Linked DNA regions of Arabidopsis thaliana: region 2 is linked to region 1. Evidence: chromatin contacts called from public ChIA-PET data. All regions are on one chromosome and are shown on one strand. Each heading gives the region's core, a stretch centred on a gene start, on an enhancer-like site or on the middle of the called end of the contact. The rest is flanking DNA. Distances are from core to core; before and after follow the strand shown. Region 1 holds the start of AT1G08890 (Major facilitator superfamily protein). Region 2 holds the start of NF-YC9 (nuclear factor Y, subunit C9).

Region 1 (5,300 bases), core at 2-2,501:
AATAAAGAATCAAGTATGCATAGTTTGTGTTTCAAAATGTTTCTGGGTTGATATATCGATTAATTCAGTTCCATTGATACATGATTCGTTCCGAAATATCATATCATTCACTAATTAAACATACTTAGGCAAAAGCCAAATATACTTAGCTTTAAAACCTAATTTGATCCCCAAAAAACACCATCAGGGTCTATTTTACAAGTTCCGAATCCAAACAAGAGAACTGAACTAAGAAGTCTAAGAACCTCAGAACTCCTGAGAAGCAGATCCAATATCTCCTTTGTTCTTGCCAACCTTGGATGGCAAAAGAGTCTGATGAATATTTGGCAAAACTCCTCCATTCGCAATCGTCACACTTCCCAGAAGTTTGCTTAACTCTTCATCGTTCCTCACTGCAAGCTGAATGTGTCTTGGTACTATACGTGTCTTCTTGTTATCCCTTGCTGCGTTTCCCGCCAGCTCCAACACCTATCAACCCAAACCAAATCAAAATCAAATCAGTACAAGATCCAATTCAGATGTGACCAAATCGAAATTGAAAACCAAATTGGAAGACAAGAAAAATAAATTACCTCGGCGGCGAGGTACTCGAGAACAGCGGAGAGATAGACCGGAGCTCCGGCACCGACACGCTCGGCGTATTTACCGGATTTGAGGAATCTAGCGATTCTTCCGACGGGGAATTGAAGACCGGCTTTAGATGATCGAGAGACGGATTTGGTGGCCTTTGGCTTTCCTCTGCCACCTTTGGTTGTTCCGCTTCCTGCGCCTGTACTCATCGTCTTCTTCGAAATTTAGAACAGATAAACGATTTGATGAGAGTTTGAAGAAATCGAAGAGAAATGACTATTGTAGATGATCTGGGAATTGAGAAGATGAGTGGGCTTTAGGGTTTTGCTCTTCTCTATATGTATAGGCTACTAAGATTGATTGTGATTTGTTAGACTTTAGATCACACGGATTGCCAACGTGGCAGATCATCTACCCTTTCAATTATTATGTGATCTATGGTTCGTACATCTCCTTTTACTTTTTGAAAATAATGTACAAACGAAAAGTGATTTTAGTGAAATAGTCCTCCATTATTAAGCTTTCTATAATTTTAGACCCTGAATCTTGATCTGTTACAAGTTCATATTTTTAATTTACATCAATACATTTATTGTGGATTGATCATCCCAATGTATTGATGGTTATTTAAAAGATGGCCAGGGTTGATCGATTCGGTTTCATATGATTTTAGTTCTATGATGTAACCTTTATTGATCAAGCAACAAGAATAAATCAATAATTTATACGATAGCCGACATAAAGAGATTTCTATTATCTTACTATATATAGTCAACAAATATCTATAACAGTTGTTCACATGGGACACGACCAATGAGTCACTGCCAAATACAAGCTTCAAGAGTGAAGACTATTAAAGAACAGAGAAATACAGGGAAAAGCAATTAGGAGAAGGAACAAAAGAAGATGGAATCTGGAAGTATGAAAACACCTCTGGTGAATAATCAAGAAGAAGCAAGAAGCTCTTCTTCCATCACTTGTGGTCTTCTTCTTAGTACCTCCGTCGCTGTCACTGGCTCTTTCGTTTATGGCTGCGCTGTGAGATTTCATCATCACTCTTTCCTTTTCTTTCATTTGGTTTTCTAGTGTTCCTCATGGATCTCAACTAACATGCCTCAGATTGGAATTTTTATTTTTTTAATCAAAATCTGTTTTGAATTTGGTAATTGTTCAATAGCTGTTTTGTCTCAAAATTGTTATTTGAATATTATGTGATTTTGAGTTGATGTCAACTTGTGGCCTAATTTTGTGCACTATCATAATTTGAAGATGTCATATTCATCGCCTGCTCAGTCCAAAATCATGGAAGAACTGGGACTTTCCGTTGCAGATGTAAGTCATCCATGTGTGTGACCAAATCAATAACTAATTTTATTTTTTACATCGATAATCAATTATTACTCCTAATTTACTAAAATAATGGTCTATTTATATTTTGGCCAGTATTCGTTTTTCACATCGGTAATGACATTGGGAGGAATGATTACGGCCGCGTTTAGTGGAAAAATTGCTGCAGTTATTGGTCGTCGACAGGTAATTAAATTTTGTTTCGTATTCAAATGTTATTATGCCACTGTTTTTTTTTTTTTGTTTTTGATATTGTAGGACCTTCTAAGATGACGTAATATACACGTTATGATTTGTTCATCTCTTTGATCGCAGACAATGTGGATCGCGGATGTTTTCTGCATCTTTGGTTGGCTCGCTGTAGCCTTTGCACATGTTTGTTTCTCCAAATCTCCATCTTTTAAATTTATTTTTCACAAGTTTAGTATTTTTTAATAAAGTTAACATTTCATTTGCTGTGGTTTATTTTCAAGGATAAAATGCTGTTAAATATTGGTCGAGGCTTCTTGGGGTTTGGGGTTGGTCTCATTAGTTATGTGGTAATTAACTTTATCATCTGTTTTGAAAACAAATTATTTGTTACTTTTATAAAGTGTTGATATAGTAATTTCGTTTTACACCATTTGATTTGATCAAAACAAATAGGTTCCTGTATATATAGCAGAAATTACGCCCAAAGCATTTCGTGGAGGATTCTCTTTTTCCAATCAAGTAAGAATGAAACAAATTATATCAAACAGCTTATAATTTCAGAATATTTAATTTATTATTGTTATCTTGCGTTTGAACTTGCAGCTTCTACAAAGTTTTGGGATATCGCTCATGTTCTTCACCGGAAACTTTTTTCATTGGAGAACATTAGCTCTTTTAAGTAACTATATTTTTTCTCTAAATGAACTATATCTCAAATCATAAAAAATTATAATGTGTGTACTTAATTCACATTATTTAACTTATTCTTGATTTTCAATCTATGACTAGGTGCAATCCCATGTGGTATCCAAATGATATGTTTATTTTTTATTCCTGAATCACCTAGATGGCTGGTAATTCACACACTTAAAGTTTGTTTTTTATTTGTTTAATTGGTAATATTATATTTAAAAGGTACAGTCTACATATTAATGTTCATCTTAGGCTATGTATGGTAGAGAACGAGAGCTTGAGGTTACTTTGAAGAGGCTAAGAGGAGAAAATGGTGATATTCTCGAAGAAGCAGCTGAAATCAGAGTATTATTGTTTGTTCCGAAAATACTACTACTACTTTGGCTAACATATACGTATTTTGGTTAACTATTAATTCGGTTTAAAATGTGAAACAGGAAACAGTGGAAACCTCTAGAAGAGAATCTCGAAGTGGACTAAAAGATTTGTTCAATATGAAAAACGCACATCCGTTAATCGTAAGTCTCATCAAATACCTATCATTTATACAAATAATTTAGAAGAGATCGAGTTCTTATCTAGTTTTGTGACCTATTGATGATCAACTTAATAAACAGATAGACATGTATTTATGCGTATGTAGATCTAACATTCTGCCTATACGTATGAATGAAATACTCCCAAGTCCTAACGGAAAAAAATGTTTTAACTTGTTTAGTGAAATAAATAAAGATTAATTTGTTTTTGTTTGTTTATTAATTCGTTGAAAACGATTAGATTGGATTGGGCCTAATGCTCTTGCAACAATTTTGTGGGAGTTCGGCGATAAGTGCTTATGCTGCTCGTATTTTCGACACAGCCGGTAAACCATGATTTAAAAAAAAAAAAAAAAAAAAAAATCATTGGCATGTCATATCTTGTTTGATTTTGTATCGCATTTCATCTCACGATTTTTGAATATATTGTCTTGGGTATTTAGGTTTTCCAAGCGACATAGGAACATCCATCCTTGCAGTTATTTTGGTAAATCAAAACATTGTCTTTTTAGTATTTAACATTTTATAATCGAAAATATAGTATTTCACATTTTCACTACAACTTATTCTTGTTTTTAGGTACCGCAATCTATTATTGTCATGTTTGCCGTCGACCGATGTGGACGCCGACCACTTTTGATGGTAATCATTTCATTACCTTCGTTATATATAATTTGCGTAATTGATTTCCCTAGATAAATATTTTATTTGTGGTTTGAAACTTTTTTTGCAGAGCTCTTCTATCGGTCTGTGCATATGTTCATTTTTAATTGGCCTCTCTTACTATCTTCAGGTTTAGTCATCTTAACTATTTTATTCTTTGTAACTTCGTTTGATTTTTGGTTATTATAGACTAAATATTATTTATCCCCCACAAGCAGAACCATGGTGATTTTCAAGAGTTTTGTTCCCCTATCTTAATCGTCGGTTTAGTGGTACGTGAATGCCAATCTTGTTTCAGTCAATTACTATTTTTGGTTTAATTCATATATTACTTTGTTGAAACCACAACACTAATCAACCAAGTCATACTATATACCAGGGTTATGTCTTATCCTTTGGCATTGGTCTAGGTGGACTACCATGGGTTATTATGTCTGAGGTATTTGTTTTTTTTTTTATTTTAAACTAGAAATATTTCATAATGTAATCATTATCTTTTTTTTTTTTTGGACAACAATTTATTCATTATCTATGGCAGGTGTTTCCGGTGAATGTGAAAATTACCGCCGGTAGTCTTGTAACAGTGTCAAACTGGTTTTTCAGTTGGATTATCATTTTCAGTTTTAATTTCATGATGCAATGGAGTGCTTTCGGTAAATTTCTATCCATTAATTTGACATTTTTGTTTCTTCAGAATATTACACATCTAACACAAAAATGCTTTATTTCGACAGTATTTAATAATTATTACAATAAAATGAAAATAAATAAATAAACAAACAACCAGCTCTTAAAATTGTTTAAAGAGTATAGGGTTATGTATAATCAAATCATGGTAAATATATCTTTTAAATTATTAAAAATACTAAAACGGGAAGATTAGAGAATTTTATGTTAGGAATGTCCCCTCGAATTAATATTTTCATTATATAATAACTTAGATATGAAATTAAAGAGAATGATTATATAGTTATTTTGTTTTATTGGAATTTGCAGGAACATATTTCATATTTGCTGGAGTTTCTCTGATGTCATTCGTATTTGTATGGACTTTGGTGCCTGAGACGAAAGGCCGAACACTTGAAGATATTCAACAATCACTAGGCCAACTTTCATAAATCCAAAGTTGATTCTTTACTCCACAATGCCAGACATTGTTCTTTTATGTTACATTTATAAGTCATGTATTATCCGATTTGGAGGGGGGGGATATGGATTTCCGAATTTTTTTACTTTGATAAATTTTGTCAATATATTTTGTTGACAGAAAAAAGAATAATCAATATACTGTATGTGGTA
Region 2 (5,800 bases), core at 1,791-4,290, 34 kb after region 1:
ATGATTACAAAGGAATTCGTGTAAACATTATTAAATTACCAAGTTTATGAAAATCAATGACTAATTGACTTATTTTGGTTCACATTGAAAAAAAGAAACTTTTTTATTTTTAACATGGGACAATCAGATCTCTCAGCGATACTCAAATCAGATGCTATAACAGTATCAGCGAATCAGATGCTGAAATCTCTAAAACTAAAAACTTGGTTTGGCTGTTGTTAGATTTTGAAACCTGAATCTGAATGGCATGGAATTGATTTCTTCTTCAACAATTGGAAACTCAGCTCTGTGTTTAACCCTAATCTCCATTCTCATCTTCTTCTTCCTCACTACAACCACCATTCCCACTTTCCCGGATCATCCTCTTCGTTCTCTTCTCGATGACTCCCAAATCACTACGAACAGTAGCTCAATCGTTAATCCCAAATCCTCTTGTGTCTCCTCTAGATCCCACGATAATGGCGGCGTCATCAACTATTTCTCCCTCCATTACTGTATCTTCAACGAAAACCTATTCTTCTCGATCCCAATATTGTCTCTTCTCATTCTTCTTCACTTTTACATACTCATTAAAACCGCTCAGACTCATTTCTCCACCGTCACTACAAAGCTCGCCGATCGTCTCAATCTCTCTCCAAGCATGGCTGCTGTGACTCTTTTAGCCTTAGGTAATGGCGCACCTGATGTCTTTGCCTCTGTTGCCGCCTTGCGTGGTGGTCAGTATCGAACCGGATTCGGAGCTATCTTATCCGCTGGAACTTTCGTCTCTGCCTTTGTAGTTGGGTTCGTTGCGATCTATGCAGCGCCGTTTCCGGTGGATGCTGCGTCATTTGTCAGAGATGTGCTTTTTTATTTGATTGCTGCTTTGTTCTTGTTCTATGTGTACTTGAGTGGTGAGATATTTGTGTGGCAAGCTATAGGGTTCGTTGGGTTTTATATATTCTTCGTTGGTTTCGTCTTCTGGATGGATTTTGGTACCAATGTTGAGAAAGGGAAAAGTATCAGTGAGGAAGAGAAGGATTTGTTGAGACTTCAGGATTGTGAGATTGCCGCAGGTTCTCTTGGGAGTTATAAAGCAGAGAAAGAACATCAATTTTCAGGAATTTTTCGGCTTTATGGAACGGTAAATTCTTCTTCACTCATCTTTGAGCTTTGTTTATCGATCATAATGCTGGAATTTTATGGTAGTATCATATTCAGCTACCAATTGTGAACTCCGATATTGTTTAGTTTAGATTATGCGTTTAAAGGTTTTAATTTGCTTCCTGTTTTCTTCTTAGTGTACTCTAAGGTTATGATAAGTCTCTGTGTTAGTCTAGTGAATGAGCATTTTCACTTGCTTAGGCGTTTTCAACTGGATTGTAGCTGTGTTGACAGCTCAGGAGCAATCGTTAGATCGGTTAGCTAGAGAGCTAACATGTTAGAAAGAAGTTGGGCAAAATGAGTTTGAGAGAATTTCGTAGGGTTTAGGATTGGGAACTGGTCAAGACTCGTTAATCAAGTCTCTCTATGATATGTATTCCTTTGGTGAATTCGACTCTAAAGGAGTTTACCTGTTTGGATCTTATCCAGGTTACTATATTTTTTCTGTTAGACTGCATTTAAGTTTGAAATAAGTTTAGTGAAGGTTGTCTGATTCTGCTTTTGCTGCTGTGATTGCAGATCTCGAGGATGTGGGAAACTCCTGTATCAGTTCTTTTGAACCTTACCATCCCAAAACCTTCTCCTTCGGAATGGTCTAGGTTTTATCGCTCTGCCAACATTGTTTTCTGCCCTTTTGCCCTTTTATACACTTGCAACTCTTTTGTACAACTAAACCACCCAATTTCATTCCTCTTTCCAAACACCCATCTCCCGCTTTGGCTTGTTGTCCTCTTCATGACGTCTTCCCTAGCGTTCCTCCACTTCACAGTAGAAAAACAACCACCAAAAACCGAGCAACTGCCGGTCATTGTTGTAGCTTTCATAATGAGTGTTTTCTGGATATCAACAATTGCTGGTGAGCTCCTTAACTGCTTGGCTGCGCTTGGAACCCTCCTTAAACTGCCTCCGGCGCTCCTTGGCCTAACCGTTCTTGCTTGGGGAAACTCGGTTGGTGACCTAGTTGCTGACGTGGCAGTTGCAAAGGCAGGTAGACCAGCAATGGCTATGGCCGGTTGTTTTGCAGGTCCAATGTTTAACATGCTTGTTGGACTTGGATCGGCCTTGGTGATGCAAACAGCTAATGTATATCCAGACGCTTACAAACTTGGATTCCATGTAGGTATTGTGATAGCTTTCGTCTTCTTGTTGCTTAGTCTAATGGGATCTCTGTTGGTAATAACCTGGTCTAGATTCCGAGTTCCGAGATTCTGGGGGATCTGTCTTGTTGGACTGTATGTTGCTTTCACATTTGTTAGTTTGATCATCGCCAGCGTTTCAACCTGATCATATGCGTGAAGTCTGCACATTGAATAATCTAGGGTCAACCAGGGTTCATTGTTTAGGAATTTTTGTTGTCTAGAAGGGAATTGCCAAAATTTTGAGCTCAGCTGATGGCCACCGCCAGACCAGTAATCTTCGAATCCCACAAAAAGTTCTTGTGATCGTCCGAGCCAGATTAGTAAAGTTTGGTAGATAGGTGATGGTAAAATATATGTGCTTTGGGAGAAGATTTTGACTCCCCCATCTGGTTTACTTTTCCATTGATTGTACTGGTCTTGTTTTTTTGGGTCTGTTATATATGTATAAACCACACATTTGTATTCTTTTGATATTAATGAGAAATACTTCATTGATCCTAGAATGTGTATTAGAGCAGAACAAAATGTTGATTCTGGTTCTTTTTTATGTGATTTGATTCTCTGTGAATGCCAAATATGTTGTGATACAACAAAACTACTTGTGAAATTTGAACCTCCAAAGAAGATAATTAAAGGTTGCCAATTAAATCCTAAGAAGATAATAAAAATGAATTAATTAATGTAAGAGATAAAACAAATCATGATCTGACAAGAGCAGAAGAATCTTGACATAAGCCCAATGGTTGACACGACACCCAGCTTTTAAAGCTCTTTCCACTTACTTCCCCTTGTCTTTCTAAATTCCTCCTCATTGTTAAAGTCGAAAAAAGGGTAAAGCAGCAAAACCCTAATAAAATCACAACAAATTAACACAAAAAAACCAGATCTTAAAACTCTCTCTACCCACCAAGAGGATCAACCAGTCTCTTCCCCTTCAGATTCTCCTTTCCACAGGTCACTCTCGTTTGCAGATTCTTTTTTTCAATTTGACTTGTTCTTACTTATATATTGTGGAATTCACATGATAAAATAATATGCTTGGTGTTGTAGGAACAATTCTAGTTGTTCTGTGTTAGCAGATTCTTTGTTCTGTCTATTTTGAAGGAAATTAAAGGCAATCCCTTTCGATATTTTCCTGTTTTCCTTATCAAATTTATGGGTTGGAATAAGTAGGTTGATGTATTGTCTTTTAATTCGAAGCTCAATTTTCATACTTATTGCTGTTTAGATCTTCAAGGTTAATCTAGAATTACAGATTAGACCATATATAAAGTAAATTCAGCAGATTCTTATTTATGTAAATTGTTTGTTAGCAACCTTATCTCCTTCACATTTCTTTAAAATTCTGGTCAGATGTTTCTTAAGAGCTTAGAATGAATCCCAAAGTTCTGTTTTTTTATTCTGGTAGTGAATGGATCAACAAGACCATGGACAGTCTGGAGCTATGAACTATGGCACAAACCCATACCAAACCAACCCGATGAGCACCACTGCTGCTACTGTAGCAGGAGGTGCGGCACAACCAGGCCAGCTGGCGTTCCACCAGATCCATCAGCAGCAGCAGCAGCAACAGCTGGCACAGCAGCTTCAAGCATTTTGGGAGAACCAATTCAAAGAGATTGAGAAGACTACCGATTTCAAGAACCACAGCCTTCCCCTTGCGAGAATCAAGAAAATCATGAAAGCGGATGAAGATGTCCGTATGATCTCGGCTGAGGCGCCTGTCGTGTTTGCAAGGGCCTGTGAGATGTTCATCCTGGAGCTGACACTCAGGTCGTGGAACCACACTGAGGAGAATAAGAGGCGGACGTTGCAGAAGAACGATATTGCTGCTGCTGTGACTAGAACCGATATTTTTGATTTCCTTGTGGATATTGTTCCCCGGGAGGATCTCCGAGATGAAGTCTTGGGAAGTATTCCGAGGGGCACTGTCCCGGAAGCTGCTGCTGCTGGTTACCCGTATGGATACTTGCCTGCAGGAACTGCTCCAATAGGAAATCCGGGAATGGTTATGGGTAATCCCGGTGGTGCGTATCCACCTAATCCTTATATGGGTCAACCAATGTGGCAACAACAGGCACCTGACCAACCTGACCAGGAAAATTAGCAAGAAACTGTGAGTCTTCCAGCTTCTTTTAGGCCTACCTTGTAGTCTTGGGGTTTTGTTTCTGTTTTCGAATAATGGTAACCTTTGTATAACTTATTTCAGTATCGTCTCAGTTTGGTACTATGTCAGTTTTGGTATTCTTATCTTATTGAAGTAAAAATGTGATAGTGTATTCGCTTTTCTCCCTGCAGCGTTCTAGTCTCGTCCAGGTGAAAGGAGGGAGACCTTAGACAAGAAAATGAAAAGAACATATCAGAATTGTCAAATTGGGTGTTGTAGAAGAATCTAAAGTGTTTATGTCTATCGATCCTTTTCTAAACGAGAAATTTAGGGATGAACCAGAAAGAAGAATGTATAAACTGTAAGAAACAAGTGTGCTTTTGACAAAAGTTTTTTTATTTGAATGTTAATTTCTGTGTCTTTATCACACATATTAAGTTATTATCCACAAAATGTATCTCATTGGATATTTAAAACAAAAGGACAATAATATTAAGGAAAAGACAAAATAGAAAATGACTTGGCCACTGTAGCCGCGTTAATAATGTGATAGCTTTTATCTACAAGAAGCGTTACTTGGTCGTCATCTACCTTCTCAGAAAGGGAGCTGCATCAATGGCGACCAATAATGATTTTGGAGCTTTCATTGAGAAAGTTACAATCTCTCCAACTTCTACTTCCTCGTCGCCTCCTTCTCTACAGGGTCTTACTTTCGCCATTAAAGACATGTAAGATATCCAACTACTTACAGAGTTTCTTCTATACTTTCTTGTCAATCAATTTTTGAGCTTATTGCTTGGTTTGATCAGTTTTGATGTGGAAGGACGCGTTACCGGTTTTGGTAACCCGGATTGGTTAAGGACACACTCGGCAGCTACTTCTACAGCTCCAGTAGTTTCATCTCTCTTAGAAGCTGGTGCCACAGCTTTGGGTATTACCATTATGGATGAAATGGCTTACAGGTTCAATTTCACATCTTTTCTGGTTTAGGAGTTCATGTTTTAAGAAACAGGATATGTCATAACAGAGGCTAGAACTAAAATATGACTAGGTTTGTTACGTTTTTTCTGAGCATGTTCTTACTTAATATGCAGTATAAACGGAGAAAATGCGCATTATGGGACTCCGAGAAACCCGATTGCTTTCGATAGAGTGCCTGGGGGATCATCGAGTGGCTCAGCCGTAGCTGTAGCTGCTCGTCTTGTGGATTTTTCTATTGGTGAGCTGAAGAAAAATTGCCAAAAGTTGTAACCATACTACTGATCATAAAGTATTTTTCTTCCCTGTCTAATTGGTTTTTGATCAATCAGGAACTGATACCGGAGGGAGTGTACGAGTTCCAGCATCTTACTGTGGGATTTTCGGTTTCCGGCCATCCCACGGTGCAGTTTCCACTGTCGGACTTACTCCA

Evidence for each region. ChIA-PET counts read pairs in DNA pulled down with a chosen protein or histone mark.
Region 2: an H3K4me3 ChIA-PET map of shoot shows a contact between it and region 1, with 11 read pairs. The contact joins the promoter of NF-YC9 here to the promoter of AT1G08890 in region 1. A contact is called at or near these places in 7 of 26 Hi-C or Micro-C datasets (callus, cotyledon, leaf and 2 more), 1 of 2 datasets of contacts at active chromatin or transcription factors (shoot) and 1 of 3 other capture datasets (root).

The regions. Positions count from the first base shown.
Region 1 is chr1:2,846,898-2,852,197 of TAIR10.1, forward strand. AT1G08890 (Major facilitator superfamily protein) reads left to right here and starts at 1,252. Exons shown (of 18, transcript NM_100761.4): 1 at 1,252-1,608; 2 at 1,840-1,902; 3 at 2,014-2,103; 4 at 2,233-2,292; 5 at 2,391-2,456; 6 at 2,563-2,628; 7 at 2,713-2,788; 8 at 2,899-2,963; 9 at 3,055-3,147; 10 at 3,240-3,320; 11 at 3,580-3,664; 12 at 3,782-3,825; 13 at 3,918-3,980; 14 at 4,072-4,131; 4 more. The coding sequence starts at 1,477. The coding sequence ends at 5,119. It overlaps H2AXA (Histone superfamily protein), which reads right to left and starts at 1,203. Exons shown (of 2, transcript NM_100760.5): 1 at 573-1,203; 2 at 1-468. The coding sequence starts at 779. The coding sequence ends at 247.
Region 2 is chr1:2,879,451-2,885,250 of TAIR10.1, forward strand. NF-YC9 (nuclear factor Y, subunit C9) reads left to right here and starts at 3,041. Exons shown (of 3, transcript NM_179288.3): 1 at 3,041-3,236; 2 at 3,691-4,398; 3 at 4,581-4,892. The coding sequence starts at 3,694. The coding sequence ends at 4,389. It overlaps CAX11 (cation exchanger 11), which reads left to right and starts at 56. Exons shown (of 2, transcript NM_100767.6): 1 at 56-1,123; 2 at 1,663-2,784. The coding sequence starts at 248. The coding sequence ends at 2,427. It overlaps AMI1 (amidase 1), which reads left to right and starts at 4,901. Exons shown (of 9, transcript NM_100769.4): 1 at 4,901-5,117; 2 at 5,199-5,351; 3 at 5,484-5,608; 4 at 5,700-5,800. The coding sequence starts at 5,005.